2 separate regions of the Nomascus leucogenys genome follow, and region 1 is linked to region 2. A link is a contact called in public Hi-C data. All regions are on one chromosome and are shown on one strand. Each heading gives the region's core, a stretch centred on a gene start, on an enhancer-like site or on the middle of the called end of the contact. The rest is flanking DNA. Distances are from core to core; before and after follow the strand shown. Region 1 holds the start of DKK4 (dickkopf-related protein 4). Region 2 overlaps PLAT (tissue-type plasminogen activator).

Region 1 (2,700 bases), core at 26-2,525, 210 kb after region 2:
CATTTAGCTTAGAGACCCTTCCCTAAGTGAACTGTCCTTTGATTTTCAATGGTGCCTCATTGACATAGAGAAAGAGATACCGAAGATCAATTGTTCTCATAGACAGCTGATGCTTTTACATAGACATGTAACGTAGGTATAGTATATATATGTAATAATATATAAGATATATAATAACATATACACATATATAAAGCGATTCCTAAAACAACTCTCTCTGTGAAGTTAGACGGTGACAAGGCAATGCATCATGGCCCTCTGTTTAAATTCTCATTCCCATGTTTGCTGGCTGTGTGAGCTTGGGTAAGCTCTTCGACATCTCTTGAGTTTTATTTCCTCATCTGGAATTAGGGGATGTTTCACCTATCTCAAATTGTGAGGAAGAGTACATGAGGTATTACATGTAAAAGCGCTGGCACATAGTAGAGCTTCCAAAGTGTTCGTTTATTCCCTGATTTATAGACAAACGTATGGCCAAATGATGTGAAAAGCCACTGTATTTATTTCATACATTTCATACGTTTCAGCTAAGGTCACCACTCCTACCAGGATGCCCTCCCAAATCCGAAACCAATTCAATTTACCTGCTAGGTAAGACATTTCACACATGAATCAGAATGACTTACTAAAGCCTAAACAGAACACCCCAGCTGCCAGCAGTCCCGTACCTCGCCCCCCGCCGAGCAGCCTTACCTTCCAGGCCCCATGCAGGTCGGCAGAGCTCCTGATGTTGTTGAAGTCCAGGACCAGAGCTCCCAGGGGAGAGCAGAGCCAGCTCAGCCCCAGTAGGATGGCCACCACCATCCTTCAATCCCCGGGCTCCTGGAGGGTCCCAGCACTGTGCGTCACCAAAGCGAGGCTGCTCTCCACCCAGAGCAGAGCTTCCACTAAGCTGGCAGCTCAGCACGTCGTCTGTCACTGCTTTTTCTGAAAGGGAAGCAAACCTTTGAGTAAGGTGCATGAAATTGGCTGAGCAAAGTCTGACCAGCAGGTTCCTCCTGAAACTATTTATAACCAGATGTACCTCCTCCCCGCTCTGTTCCTTTCTCCTGCCCCACACAGGCTTCAACAAATCCCTTCAAATCTGTTTGATCAATAGTTCAAAACAAGGACTCAATAGAAGGAGAGAAGAGGCAGGGCCATGCGGCTTCTCCTCCAGGGGTTGAATCCCTCTTAATTATTGCATATCAAAGTTAGTTCAAAGGGCCACAGCAGAGCAGGATGTCTGTATCAAAGGCAAACTCTGATAATCACCTGCATTTCCTACCTTCAGTAATCCTTTGGGGGTAGGGAGGGAGTCTGTCCTAAGATCTGTTTTCACAGCTAATTGTGCTCAAAGAAAGGATGAATCATACTGGCCAATATGCTATAGAGGATGCCAAAAACTAATGAGGTACAAAATACACTGAGAAGCTGTAAACTGGGCTTCAGATAGTGAGGACAGATAGAAAAAAGAGAAAACGCCCCCTGATTAGTTCTGGCATCCAGATGTCAAAATCCTAACCACTTAAAAGTTGTGAACGTAACAGCACCTGTTCTGACTAAATGCCATTTGGGAAATTACTTTCCTTTAAATGAAAATTGAACTGTTTGAAGTTGGAGTTATTAGGAAAATAATGTAAGTTATGAAAATCTCATTTTTCAATGGTGGGAACAATGATAGAAAGCCCATTTTACACAATTCAGTTCGAAGCTTTGGGTCCATTTTATCAGCAACATATTTAATTTGTGTTGCGTTATGTAAAACTCACTTAAGCAGAAGAAGGATCCAAGTCTCTGGCTGATTTCAGATGAAATTTCATGTATTTCCAATTTTCCTAATATGAATTTTTTAAAACTTCTGCTTCATCCCTTTCCTGTCTGATTTTTTTCCATTTGGACTATTAGGTAATTTAGACATGTGCTTATCACTGTCTTAAATACTTTAAGGGTAGAACAATCTAGATCTGGGTCAAAAAATCATTTTTTCTCTTCATTGTTTCATTGCTCTTAGCATAGAGTCATCTGAAAATGCATTTTTTTCTATGCCATAAATGATAATCTTATTATTTACTACATTTTCCTGCAGAACAACCTAACATCAATTCATTGACATGAATCTTGGCATTCTGTGCATGGGAACATTCTCAATGTTGAGTAATGCAGTGCCATTCCGAAGGTGATGCAGGTGATTCGAGCCTTCCCACTACCTGGCTCTTGTCCTTGGGTTGGTGTTGCTTGTCTACCTCTCGTATGGAAGTTACTTATTTTAATCCCTTAAACTGACAACATCAAACACCCTTTGATAGCATGATAACCCTGGTGACTAGGGGTGTTACAGAATCTATTTTGAAGTTGGACAATTATGACCAAGGATAAAGGAGAGAGCCCCAGGGTTCTGTCTCTGCTAGGTTTCTCTGCTTCCTGCTGCCTCACTGTAAGGGAATTTCAGGTTACCAAAGGCCCCCGGCAACATACACAGGCGAAAGAACTGACGGGAACTCCTGTAACATGGCACAAACAGCCACTGAGCACTTAGAGCACTTAGCATGGAGCAGAGCCTCGGATTACATGTTAGGAATAAAATTTGAAACTCCAATGGCCAGGCACAGTGGCTCACACCTATAATCCCAGCACTTTGGGAGGCCAAGGTGTGAAGATCTCCTGAGCTCAGGAGTTCAAGACCAGCCTGGGCAACATATTGAGATCCCGTCTCCACAA
Region 2 (2,700 bases), core at 175-2,674:
CTGGTCATGGTCGCATGTTGTCATGAATCCAGTCAAGGAAGTTGGTAACCTTGGTGTACACACCCGGGACATCCTTCTGTCCACAGCCCAGGCCCCAGCTGATGATGCCCACCAAAGTCATGCGGCCATCGTTCAGACACACCAGGGGGCCTCCTGAATCGCCCTGCAAAGGAGATAGCAGGTTTGGCATTTGCAAAAAAAAGCAGACTATCTGGAGAAAGTCAGTATGTGCAGCATGAACACTGTAACCTTCAAAATACAGCAGGCCCTTCAATAATATTCTATTCAATGTCATTTCATTATAACATTGATGAGGAAAACAAAAATCAATTCCTGTCTGGGGATACTGTCTGCCTGGGTTTTGTCCAGGTCCCCCGGTTTCCTTCCACATCCCAAAGCTTGCACATTAGGCCAACTGAGGATGTGTCTACGTGGGCCCAGTCTGAGTGAGTGTGGGTGTCAATGGCTCTGCAATAGGATGGTGGCGTCTGTCCAGGGCTGGTCCCGCCTGGCACCCTGAGCTGCCAGGTGGCTCTGGCCACCCCCACCTGAGACCCTGAACTGGAATAAGCAGGTTGGAAAATGAATACAAAGTGTTATAAAGTAAAAATCTGTCTAGTCTGTGATAAATACACGAATGAATGACGATAAACAGTGAGGTGCAGAGGCAGTCAGGGAGCCTGCCCTATTTGTGATTGTTTTTGAACTTCATGGTAGTAAGAGGTGTTCCTTACCATTTTTGCTTTGCAAACATTTATTCCCTGAATTAACCCACCACTATTATGACCACCATCACTCACTTATTCTCCAAAAGTTGGGTAAATAAATACCATGTTTGTTTTTATTAACCTTTCTTAAATGTATAGATCACATTTATTTCAATATTGAATGTTAGAAGTGTTTTGGATCTTTATTTAGAAGTTTGCTGATGTTTTTATGACTAGAAACATTGCCACAAGAACTTCAATCTTCTTTTTTTTTTTTGAGACGGAGTCTCACTCTGTCACCCACCCAGGCTGGAGTGCAGTGACGCAATCTCAGCTCACTGCAACCTCCACCTCCGGGGTTCAAGCAATTCTCGTGCTTACGGGCACGCACCACCACACCTGGCTAATTTTTGTGTTTTTAGTAGAGACAGGGTTTCACCATGTTGGCTAGGCTGGTCTCAAACTGCTGGTCTCGAACTCCTGACCTCAGGTGATCCGCCTGCCTCAGCCTCTCAAAGTGCTGGGATTATAGGCATGAGCCCTGCACCTGACCAACTCTTGTTTATATCAATTAGCTGATGGTACAATTGGTTTTGGAATTAGCTGATGGTACAATTGGTTTTGGAATTAGCTGATGATGGTACAGTTGGTTTTGTTATGCGTCATTTCACCTACAGTTGCAGTTTATAAGAACCTATTTTTTCCAGGCATGCTGTTAAGTGGAGACTTACTGAAGAGTGGGTAAATTGTATCTCAGTTATCTTGGTCCTCTGGAGGATTAGGCTGTATCTATTCTGGTAAAGTACAGTTAATTACTCAAACGTTTCAGGCCTCAAAAACCCTAGCTTGGCTCCACCACTTACTAGCTGATGGCCTTAGACTAATCATGCTTCGGTTTTCTTATCTGTACCACAGAGATAATATTCATACTACCCGAAGAGTGGTTACGGCATTCAGCAGAAGAATGCATGAAAAGCACTGGAAGACATCTAGTAAAACTCTTGGTAATTGTTAGCTGTTCTTATATTGAATTACAATGATTTGGTTTTGCTTTTAACTAAGCTTGCAGATAGACAATGGTTTCACTTTGGTACAACCTTTTTGTTTTTGGACTGTAAGTTGGTACAGCTGAGGTTTCTGAAGAAACCATTCAAAAAGAAACTAAATACTGTCATGGAATCAGAGGGGAAACCGCTGATATGACTGCCTTACAAAAACAAAGCCCACACATCCTTCAGCACCAGAGCCTGGCCTCACTTCTCTTTGTATCTCTTCTACCCCCAGCACCTAAAGGAGAGCTTGGCACGCTGCAGGCACTGAAATGTCTGAGGAAGATCAATTCCTTGGCTCTGTGTAGGTCTTAATACCAGCAGGCTGGCCTGTCCTCCCATACCCCAGTATCTGGCTAATCATGAAATATAAGTACTAATTCTGATAGGATGCCTACACAAAGGACCTCAAATAGTGTGCTTTCCCAGGGTATCAGGGCTGAATGTGAGTTTTGAAAACTTCTTTCTCATATCATCTAGATCCTGCTTCCCAGGAAGCTGCCTTTCTGCCTTCTCCTTCTACAAAGCAGACTCCAATTCTCTAGCACCAACAGAGGCAAACATTTCTTTTCTTTTTTTTTTTTTTCTTGAGATCGAGTTTCACTCTTGTTGCCCAGGCTGGAGTGCAGTGGTGCAATCTTGGCTCACTGCAACCTCTGCCTCCCGGGTTCAAGCAATTCTCCTGCCTCAGCCTCCCGAGTAGCTGGGATTACAGGCGTGTGCCACCATGCCAGGCTAATTTTGTATTTTTAGTAGAGATGGGGTTTCTCCATGTTGGTCAGGCTGGTCTCGAACTCCTTACCTCAGGTGAGCCTCCCGCCTCAGCCTCCCAAAGTGCTGGGATTACAGGCATGAGCCACCACACCAGGCTGTGGCAAACGTTTCTTAATTGTGTGGCTCTCTCCATCACTTCAATAGTCAATCAACTGCCTGGGCTGAAAGGA

What was found. Hi-C and Micro-C count contacts between places; a contact is called where the count stands out from the background.
Region 1: a contact with region 2 is called in a Hi-C map of an unstated tissue, with 3 times the contacts expected there. The contact joins the promoter of DKK4 here to the enhancer-like site in region 2. A contact is called at or near these places in 3 of 4 Hi-C or Micro-C datasets (a lymphoblastoid cell line and an unstated tissue).

What each region holds. Positions count from the first base shown.
Region 1 is chr8:47,050,631-47,053,330 of Asia_NLE_v1, forward strand. DKK4 (dickkopf-related protein 4) reads right to left here and starts at 1,276. Exons shown (of 4, transcript XM_003269640.3): 1 at 694-1,276. The coding sequence starts at 804.
Region 2 is chr8:46,839,382-46,842,081 of Asia_NLE_v1, forward strand. PLAT (tissue-type plasminogen activator) reads right to left here. Exons shown (of 14, transcript XM_003269631.3): 14 at 1-163. The coding sequence ends at 5. Among named protein-coding and RNA genes, the nearest start is that of AP3M2, 25 kb to the left of the region's middle. Within about 2 kb of position 1,425, the one cell type or tissue checked has an H3K27ac peak away from gene starts, as active enhancers do. A contact at or near this core is called in a lymphoblastoid cell line, where this site is marked.